Linked DNA regions of Zea mays: region 1 is linked to region 2. The links are chromatin contacts, called in public HiChIP or PLAC-seq maps. All regions are on one chromosome and are shown on one strand. The core of a region is the stretch at or near the end of the contact, and the rest is flanking DNA. Distances in the headings are between cores, read along the strand shown. Region 1 holds the start of LOC100383692. Region 2 has its middle 31 kb from the start of LOC100277225.

Region 1 (5,588 bases), core at 650-3,149, 280 kb before region 2:
AGCCGCTACAGTGTGTCCTGCTGGGAGTTATGGGAATATTATCTCTAGTGCGCGTCGTATTTCCCGCGGCAACCCCTCGTGTTTCAGCCCAGGTTCTTCCATCTGGTTTCGCACTTCCAACACCATTCCTGGCCGGCCGCTTCCATTTGGCGCCCTCCGCCCCTCGAACGAACCGCGCACGCTCCTGCTCAAATATTCTTGATGCTTTACTCGAGAGAAACCAAATTAATGTAATTTGGTGTTATATTGCAGTCGCTGAATTTAGGTGTGACAAATATTCTTGATTTCCCTGTTGGCTACTGAAGACCTTTACAAAGGGCATCATCAACTTGCTTTCCATGAGCAATATAATGAATGTTTCTTTCCAACAAGATCCAATAGGAAGCAAACACCGAAAGATTCCATGCACGTACGTCACAGTAAGCTAGTAGCAGCTAGCCCTCGTCTTCGTCTCTCCTTGGACTTGCCTAATGGCTACCTCTCCGGTCCTTCCTTCTCATCACAGGACTCGAAGTCTAGGCAGCACTGGCCCGATCGAGCTAGCGGGGTCTTCCACTGTCTACGCACCATCAGGCATCGGCATCTGATACACCTCATACAGCAGGGGCCAATGCAAATGCAACCCCGGCGTCTTGCCGGCAAAAACACAAGAAACTATTTGAAACGAAGACCATCATCTCATTTCAGGTTAGCTAGAGGATGACGTCCATTGCCATGGCGTGTCGGCGCCGCTGCAGCATGCCGTCCCTGCCGTCGAGGGGCGGCTCATCGTCGGCCTCGGCGTCGCCGCCTTCTGTCACGACGGAGGACATGTAGCTGCAGGTCACCTCGGGGGCGCCCAGGGCCGCATCCAGGAGCTGCGGACGCGCGCGGAACTTGTGGCGGCAGCCGAGGCAGGTGATCTGGAGAAGCGTCGCGTTCACCTGGCGCACGGCGTGCTCCCGGAGCGCGTGGGCTCGGCTCAGCTCCACCTGCGCCTGCCGCCGCATCCGCTTGGCGCTCGCCAGCTCCTGCTCGGCCAGCTCCGCGTGCCGCCTCGCCTGCGCGCGGGCCTCGTTCGCCGCCGCCTTCTCCGCCACAGCTTGCCGCAGCTGCTCCCGCGCCTCCACCTCCTCTTTCTCCCTCGCCGCTGCCAGCATCGCCTCGTCCCCGAACCCCCCGCCGCCGCAGACGCCGATGGACAGCTGCAGCTGCATGGTGGCGGGGTGGCTCTGTGGAGGAGCGGCCGGAGTGCGTGGCGCGACGCCGTACTCCGCCACCCCCGGCGCGCCACGGCCCACCACGCCGCTGCCGGACGGCGGCATGAGCTGCAGCTCGAGGTTGTGCCCGCCGCGGTGATGGTGGTCCGATGGCGGTGTCCGCGGCGACGGGACTTGTTCGAACCGGTGGAACGCGGCGGTCGCAGGGCTTGGAATCGTCGGTGCCGACGAACCGGGCCAGGCGGCCACCGGGCTGATGACAATGTCGCTGGACGGGCTGGTGCTCGACGCGGTCCTCGACAGTGACATGGGCGGCGGCGCCTGCGGCTGCGACCCAGCACTAGCAGCAGCCACACCGGTGCTCCCGGCGCCACACGCCGGCGAGGGGTCCGCCCGTGCCCGCCCGGCGTTGCAAGTGTCCTGGTGCTCTATGAAGCTCTCCACCCTGCACATTGAATGGAGACGACATCATCAGATGAGACGGAGAGCACTAATAATCATCTCAGATAGGACGTACAGCGCTCCTCGCCTGCCACCAATAAGCAAACACTCCATTATCATCCGGAAACAAAAAAAAAAAAAAAACGGGGAACATTTTGGCTACTGCTAGTACACACATACATGAGTGCAAAGACCAAGGAGGCAAGGATGCGTGCATGGCCGCGTGAACTCAAGAACAAAAGCCAAGAGCGTGAGTGCGTGACCAGGGAGACTTTATTGCATGTGTGAGCGTGAGACGACAACGATGAATTTAACGTCGTCGCTGCTGCTACTGCTAGCACGGCCGGCTAGAGGATCCAAAGAGGCCGGCTGTCCTCGGAGTCAGCTTGTCAGGTTTGGAGTTTTGGGCCCTGGCGGGGCTGCGCCGTGCGGCCATCGAGTGGCGCGCCAAGACGACGTAGCCTTTGCCGCTGCAGCGCGGGCACAAAGCCGAAACACCCCAGGACCAAGGGCCAAGGCAGCGGCTGCTAGCGCCTATCGGGAACACAAGCCGGACCGTGGAAGCAATAGGAAATGCATAGCAGAGATTGATGCGCACGACGCACACGGCACACGCATGCAAGCACACATAGGAGGACGGAAGGACAGAAGGCGCGCTGCCCTCGGGAATTGTGTGCTCTGATCCACTCTGCCGCCGGGCCACCCTTTTCTTTCCCCGTTAATGCCGCAATAATAGCAGACATACCAAAAGGAGAGCGGAGCCGGAGCCGGAGCCGGAGCCGGCGCCGGCGCCACCGCCGGCACTCCACTGTATTACAGTGTGATGTAAGGTAGCCGCCCATAGCCCCGGCCCCCGCCGGCCCGTGGCCGTGCACCCGGTGATGAACCAACGGACGGAAGAAAAATAAAGAGAGAAAAAACAACTTAAGCTGATTTTTAATAGGTTTTCTAATCTTTGTTAGAGCTGAGCATTATGGACTATGGAGATGCTGGTGAGCCCAAATCAATGGTTGGAGAAGCTCGTTGCTTTACCGGGAGAAGACGCGGCCGCAGTCGCAGGAGTGGCCGCGGGTGCCGCAGGTCTTGAGGTGGGCCTTGTAGTCGGAGTGGACGGCGTAGGCCTTGGAGCAGCGGGCGCAGGCCCACTGGCGCTGGCCGCTGTGCTTGCGGCGGAAGTGCTTCTTGATGCCGACGAGGTCGCCCAGCGCGTGGGAGGGGTTGTGGTGCAGGCAGCTGGGCTCCGGGCACACGAACACCCGCTTCCGCGCCGCCTCCCCGGCCTCCCGCTTCAGCAGCTTCCACGGCACCTTGTGCCGCCGCCGGTGCATCTGCAGGTTCTGGTCGCGCTGGAACCCCTGCCCGCAGATCTCGCACACGTACCGGTCCGACTCCAGCAGCGTCCGCGGCGACAGCGAGACCACCTCCGCGTCCGGGTCTGCAGCCAGCAGTGGCGTACCGGGCGTTACTACATGTTGCAGGATAGATGGATCGATCTCGGAGTCTGCACCGAGCTTATTAGCTACCATGCATGTAGCCAAAGCCAACTGGAGCTTATGTAGACTGCACTGCAGACATATGGACGGCTCTCTCTAGATTTGCTTACCTGGTGTGCCGGCGGGCCGGCGCTTCTTCTTTGTCGTGGCGGCGGCGGCGGCCGTGGTGGCGATCTGCAGCGAACAGAACGGCTCCGGCATCGCCTCGTCGGGAGGCGATCCGGCGGCGGGGGCGCAGAAGCCCAACATGGGTGACGGCGAGGCGATCTCGGTGAAGAGCAGCTAGCGCTAAGAATAGTACGGAGGAGGGACTAGGGAACAAGAAGAAGAGCCAGAAAACTTGTTCCTTTTCCCCCCCACCACCTCTAGCTAGTTTGATCAGGCGATGGAGACCGAATGGAGAGGGGATTGGATTGGACGTATATATATAGCCGCAGAGCGCCCGAGGGGAGAAGAAGAGATCAACAACCAGATGGGGGAACAAACAATAAACGAAGGTGAATACTGACGAGTACTAGTATAATAATTACAACTCAGGTTGTGCTGGGAGAAGGAATTATTAAGGAGGGGTGGAGGGTGGTGGTGGGAAGAAGGGGTCTTTGGTGTTGGCTTTTGTGGAGCTGCTACAGAGACAGCACCAAACGAGAGTGAGAAGATGCAACTTTCCACGCTTTAGGTTTTAGCAGCTTTCTTTGGGGGTGGGTTTATGGGAAGGAAGGGGAAAGCTGGAGTTGGTAGTTGTAGTGCTGCTGCTGGGTTTGCATTGTGCCCTTGTCCTTGCACAGCAGCTAAGATCCAGTACTGGAAAAGGGGATATGGAGATGAGCAATTATATTGATCATGCATCTCAACGCAATTGATAAAATTAAGACCTTTTTTGCTGCATGGGGATGAAGTTTAGATGCGTATATACGTACACATAGAAAGGTCTATTTGTTTGTTGGTTTGGATTATTCTATTGAGTAGGAACTGGATGGACGCTTAGAGTTTTGGCTACTCACCCAATTAGTCAGCTACACTTAGATAAATACGAAATAATCAAGAGGCCCATAATCCTTTTTTAGGTGCACTGTCTATAGATGTTACAGTTCATTTTTTGAGTAATAGTATTGGAGTTCAGTTAAGCAGTAAAAAAAGGTTCCAACTTCAAGAGAATCACACATGTAAAATGGGTGGGTCGAAGGAATGGTATTTCAATTATCAGTGTGTGGTCCATATGAGGAACTGTCTAATCCATAGCTGCAGTGCTGTTCCTAGCTAAGCCGGTAGATATTTTCCTAATGAAAAAAAACCAAACAAAACCCCAAAAGAACCAAAAGTTTATAATGGGGTAAAAACACTGCACTCTCTGGATTCCATAATAAAGTGCACTTTTATAGTTCAAATTCTGTTCCAAGATATATATAAATGCACCTCTAGCTAGATACGAGACAACCTAAATCTATTGTCTTTTTCTATCTTCTCTTTTTATAAAGTACAATGGTTACATCTTTTATATGGATAACCTAAATCTAGTTATATTTTTCTACTTTCTCTTTTCATAATGTACAATGATCACATATTTGTAAAGGTATATATATAACTTGTCAATAATACTGATATGTTTGTCTTATTAGATCTAGAAGTGCACTTGTTGGTTGTTGCCTCAGTTCTAGAATACTTTTGTCTGCTATATTACTAGCTTACCGCTTACTCGTGACCCCCACTCCATCGTGAACTATAATTATTTAATTCAAAGTCAAAATTTCTTTCAACTTTAACCTTATTTATAAAAAAACATTAATGTCTATAAGTTCACGCAAATGGTCAATCGATATTTTTTTTAAAAAAAAAACCATTGGAACTAATGGTATATAGATGGTGTTTTCTCTCTCTCTCTAAATCTAGCTTAAACTTAGGTTTGAGTTAGGTAAAAGAACTAGAATTCGAAACAGTAGAAACGATCTAGTGGTTTAAGTGAACCGTGCTATCCAGTACAGGCTTACAGGTTACAGCGCCTGCTATGCATGGATCGTCGTTTCAGTTGGTAGTTACTGTTGGCCGTTGGCCGGTTCCGGATGTCGTTCCTGCTTTATGTACGCATCAATGAACTATTGCAGCTCTCTCTCTCTTGTTGATCCAGTATGTGGCAGTGTATTATACTGTAAATATTCAATAATGCAAAAGCAGCCACACGTATGGACAATCCATACAGCACAGCAGTACTTCATTAAGCTTGTTTTGTGTGTTCTTCAATAAACAAGGATTATTTTCCTCATATCGTCATTAGACGATAGCTAGTGCCTACGAGTTTGTCATTCTCAGGATCCGGCTATTGGCAGAGAGGAATTATGGGTTTGGAAGCTTGTGTGCTTTCGATAATCCAGAGCTAATCGATCTGTTACTAACTGAGCAAGTAATTAATAAAATGACGTGCATGATGCCATCTGGCCATGCCAGCTGAGTTGCTTGCTGA
Region 2 (5,229 bases), core at 423-2,922:
CTTTGCAAGCGGCACCCTGAGACAGCTCATCACATTATTGTTGGTTGCCGCTACTCGAGGAGAATTTGGGACGCCCTAGCATCTTGGCTCTCCATTGGCCCTTTAGCTCCAGCTACCTGGCCGGACTCTACTTCTATCAAGCAGTGGTGGTTTATGGTCGGCTCAGTCGCTGTGCCCAAAAAGGGAACGCGCTCCCTGCTCCTACTGGTGGTCTAGCACATTTGGCTGGAAAGGAACAACCGCACCTTCCAAAGGCAAGAGAGGTCAGTGGCAGATCTGCTAGCAGCAATTAAGGCAGAGGCAAGGCTGTGGGGTGTCGCAGGTGCTAAGCACCTTCTTGCGCTTTTACCTATGCTGTAATTACGTAACCTCTATGTACCCTTCCTGCGGTGTCTCTTGGGCACTGCTTCACTCTCTTCTTTATTAATAGAAACGTGCACAATCTCGTGCCGTTCGTTCAAAAAAAAATTAAGCTTTGATATGAGCGCTGCTACCCATACGAGTCCAATGATAGACTCATTTATGACTAGGATCATCTAATGGCTCATGATTTATTAGTTCAGAATAAGAGGGAACCATAGTCGTAGATTAATGTTTATTGTGCTCTGGTCGTAGGTTGTACGATGAAGCATTTCTGCTTTGATATTTATTAGAATTTCTGCATATGATGGGTCTAAGGGCTTGTTTGGGAGGAGGGGAATATTGGATGCTCCCAAACATGACGAACTAGGCCATATAAATTCTAACATGTTGTAGATGACAATTTAGGTTCCAGACGACAATTTAGTTTTTGACTTGCTCATTCTTATATTTGCCCATGTAGATCAATCTATGGATATCTTGGCCCTCATAAACTTGTATAGTAGTTAGTTGACGAGTTCATTCACCAATGAAGGCTGAACCAAAATCTAACGGCTCAGTTTTATCTTTTTAAAGACCGTACCGCCCGGTCTTAAATTTTTTATCATAGAAGTTTCAAAATGGTCGAGAACCCAAACCCGGCCGGTTTCTCGGTCTGACTCTGAATGCACACCCTAGACTAGAGAAGACGACGAATGGCTCCTTGGATCAGCTGGGAACAGATGTACCAAAGTCGCCTCATCATCGTCTCTACTACCAGATTTTTGCTGAAGGCCAAAAATTCAGAAAGAATCTTTGCTCCTGACGTAGCAAACGAGCATGCAAGTGCGTGCCAATCCTACTTCAGTTCAGTTCCTACCGAGACACGCACGTCGTCCCCGGTCACTTCCACATCTCATTTCCCCTTCTTTTCCCTATCATCAGTTTATCAGTGACCACCAGTGCAGTGAGTGACCAAAAGACGGCCGGCCAGCCAGTTGCTGCAACGCTACCCTCCTCTCCTTTCCTTTGTCGAGTCTCCCTTTTCAGACGATTGCCACCGGCGCATGTGCCCCCATCGCCCTCACGCCGTAGTGGTGGCTCAGCCTCTCTCGGCATGTCAGAGCCCTAGCCCAACAGAGATTAATGAAACAAAAAGAGACGGGGCCGGGCGGGAAAAGACGGAGACGGGGGGAGGCAGAGGAAAGAGAAGTGGCATCTCAGCCTTCTCTTCTCAGACTCTGGGTGAAAGAAAGAACCCTACAAAGCTAGGGTCCTGTAGTACTCCTTGAGTCCTCGTCCCTTGCAACGCAAAAGAATAGAAAGCAGGAAAGAGGAAAGGCTAGATGGGTTGTCTCACTAGGGACACAGGACAAAAGGAGCCCCTCTACTGGCAGGAGAGAGAGCATGGCAACTTTCCTTGGGCCTTTTTCATTTGCTTCAATGATAAGTCATATTTGTTAGCTACCATTAATTTTTTTTGTTATTGTTCCAACCAAGAGTTACACCATACTATATTATATGTTGTTCCAATCAACAGCTCCAATATAATAAACCAATGGTGTTCAAATGTAATTAGTGATTATCAATAAGATAATCGGTTTTGGTTGAGTATGTGGAGTATTCAATGCCTGAGTGGATGGGGCAACTTGTATTGTAGTATATAGGTAGCGGTGACAATATGCTCTAAATTTTACACTATAAGATTTAAGTATCGGATCTGATTAGGATCGGGTCCTATTTCTATTTATTTTTGAACTAAAACTTATTTAGTACCCTACCATTTTGTAAAGAAGCATTTGAATCACGATCCATTACTACCCCTATATATAGGTGTGAACCACAGAGGCGGTGATCAACAACAAATATGAAGTTAAGCAGACTCATGCCGATGGACTGACAACGATAAAGGACGAACATCAAAGCTTAGACTGAGTGACTAGAGAAGACGAAAGAATGATCATGATAGCTAACACAAACACTGATAAGTGCAACAATACGTGGAAGAGTAGACCATGTTGATTAAGTCAAGATGATTTGACGGTTTGGGCCTCAAAACTATCAGGCAGATGGTTATTTGGGTTTGGATCTCAAAACATAAGTGAAGTTTTGGTGGGAACTAGAGCCAACACACGACGTTATTATGAAGTTTGCATCAATATTAATCAAAGTCGTGAAACAGCTCGTGGTCGTTAGATCTATAGATCTTGAGTTGGACCATACGCCTTTGGATCAAGTGTTTTGACTCTGATTATCTAGAGAAAAGTTGTCAATGTATAATAGCTCTATAATAATGGGGAGTCTAATCCAACCAATCTGATATTTCAAGCATATCATTTCTTTTATCGTTGTTAGGTTGTATCCTTCTTCTAGACTCATGAGTGAGATCCATAGATCTAATCTGAAATTTGTAATTTTGCCATCTGTGTAAACTTTAGCAAAGTGTTTAACCTCTGTGAGGTTGGAATAAAAGCTTTGGTCTTTAGACCAATTTTGCTAAGATGTCGTTCTTTAATACCGAATGGCGCAGTATAAATTCTGAATGATCTGGTAAAGACCTTGTAATTTTGAGCTGATTTCTTGTGAACATCTTCTCTGTAGTGTTGCGAGTTTATTGTTCAAATTTAATAATTTTTGGGTTAATGTGATCGTGCGAGGATCAAATAAAAAAAAATAAGGCAAGATGGCTTTAAGTAAAATTTGTTGGCTCTCTCATTTACCTCCTCCTTGTCGCCATTATCACGGGATGTATTTTTCACATCATTCACCACACGGGTCCTACGCCTGAGTACAATGGAAAAAGGGTTTGAAGCTAGCCAGGAAAATTAAACCAAAAGGGGGAAGAAGGATTCGAAGCATCTGCCAAAAGCTATGCATGAATGGGGCACAATGGTACATCGCTTTTGCGTCGTGGGCTAATAATGCATGTTTCTTCGGATGAAAGTTATGCGCGCATGAATCATTCAGAAAGGTTGGTTGGATCTTCCCAGTTCCAACCGGAAGAGGACTTGAACGAGGGATGAGATGAGACCACAGTCCGTAGCTGTTACTGGTGCCGTAAGCACAAAATAATTGCGATGATCTGCAAGCTGATTTCGCCCCGTCTTTTCCCTCGGCAGGGGGTCGCTTCTCGCTTGCCACTTCAGTCTTCAGTGCTAATGCTACTCTACCCAGCTGTCTTTGTATCAACAGAACATATATGTCTTCGTATTTTATACACTATACTCAAACATAAATAGAATCAGTAGCAACGCATCTAACTATTGTTTCTTAAATCCTCGAAGTACTTTCAAAAAAAAATCTATATCTCATTGCGTCTTCTGGATTTCCGGGGTTTATTCATCTCATTTCAGCATTTCCTTGTGCAAACCAGCCCACTTCGATCTTGCGGCCCAGCTCAGTCGGCGCTCGCCTGCCCGACACCCGCGCCGCACCGGCCCGGCCGGCACTTCTCCTGATTCTTGGAGGCCAAATTGTTTAGGTCCTCGAACCCTGCATGCAAACCACAATTCTAAAACTTCTGCGTGATTGCGGACTTGCAGTGCAGTGCAGGTGCATCTCATCTCATCATATATATCTGGAGCAGCTTGGGGAGCTGGGAAGCCATGCATGCTGGTGCCTCCGCGCTTTCATTTCATATACTCCTACGTATCAAGCTATCAAACTGGGGGCCAGGGCGTTCCTGACTTTTTGGGGGCCTGAGGTGAAATTCATTATGGAGGTTCCATCCACCATGTATATACATTATATGTCTATATATATATAATTATAAACATAAATAATTAAACATTCAATAAAAAAACGTCTATGACACGCCTTAAAGTTTATAAGATGACAAATATAAATTAGAGCCATAACACTTACTTGTCACATGTCACATGATATCATGCTAAAAATTTCTTCTAACATTTTGTGATATAAAGTCGTCGATTATACCATTAAGATCAATATCATCCAACATCTTCTTCTCAATGCACAGAATTGTCAAACCATTTAATCTATCTTGAGTCATTGTTGATCTCAAATAGTTCTTCAATAATTTCAATTTTGAAAAGCTTCTCTCAGCTGATGCAACCGTCACAGGCATAGTAAATAATATTCGATAAGCGATTGAGACATTAGGATAGCAATCTAAATCTCTGACATGCTCGAATATCTCCATAGCAGACAATATGCCATCTGGAAGAGTAAATTTCAAAATCTTCAATTCAGAAATAAGATCATGTACCTCAACATCAGATGAACCATTATGAGAGAAAGTGTCTGCAAGTTTGGTGCAAGACTCTTTGTTGGAACTCGCTTTCAGTCGCAAGAAAGCCAACAGGGGTGAACAGTGTGGACAGTAGGGTTACGCGTGGGATGGCAAATAGCTCTATTGTCCAGGCCTCTCACGGGCACTGTGTGGGGGTATTTATAGGTACCCGAGCGCCCAGCGCCTAGTGTTAAGGACGCATGTGCCCTCAGCTACCTAGGCTATTCCCGGAATATTCCTATAAAGCGGGGTTACAGACTGTAATTACAGGGATACCTTTACAAATTAGGCCCGTAATACGCGGCGGCCACGCAGGGCCCGTTACAATGGGCCGGAACGCATGTGGGCCTCTGAGCTGGACGAGGCCGCACTGTGGAATGCCTTCGTCGCCGGTCTTCGTCTGGTGCCGATCGAAGCGAAGGGTGTCCGTGCCTGCTTTGTCTCTGTCAGAGCAGCGGCTAAGCAGCGGAGACTTCGAGCGAAGGGTGGAGTTTCTGCCTTCGCTCCAACATCTGCCCTCCGAGGGACCAGTTCGACAAAGTCACCTGGTGCCGAAGACGTCGCTAGATGGCGGAGACGCTGCCCTCGCTCGAAGTGGTTCCGCGGGGGTTTTTGATGTGACCGTTGATGGACCGCGT

The links. HiChIP or PLAC-seq counts read pairs in DNA pulled down with a chosen protein or histone mark.
Region 1: an H3K4me3 HiChIP or PLAC-seq map of leaf shows a contact between it and region 2, with 7 times the contacts expected there. The contact joins the promoter of LOC100383692 here to the enhancer-like site in region 2. A contact is called at or near these places in 6 of 25 Hi-C or Micro-C datasets (bundle sheath, ear, leaf and 2 more) and 1 of 3 datasets of contacts at active chromatin or transcription factors (leaf).

The regions. Positions count from the first base shown.
Region 1 is chr7:129,571,392-129,576,979 of Zm-B73-REFERENCE-NAM-5.0, reverse strand. LOC100383692 reads right to left here and starts at 1,899. Exons shown (of 3, transcript NM_001176330.1): 1 at 1,821-1,899; 2 at 1,717-1,728; 3 at 350-1,644. The coding sequence starts at 1,822. The coding sequence ends at 693.
Region 2 is chr7:129,288,609-129,293,837 of Zm-B73-REFERENCE-NAM-5.0, reverse strand. No RefSeq gene overlaps it. Among protein-coding and RNA genes, the nearest start is that of LOC100277225, 31 kb to the right of the region's middle. Within about 2 kb of position 1,672, at least 16 of the 20 cell types and tissues checked have an H3K27ac peak or open chromatin away from gene starts, as enhancers often do. A contact at or near this core is called in bundle sheath, ear, leaf and 1 more, where this site is marked.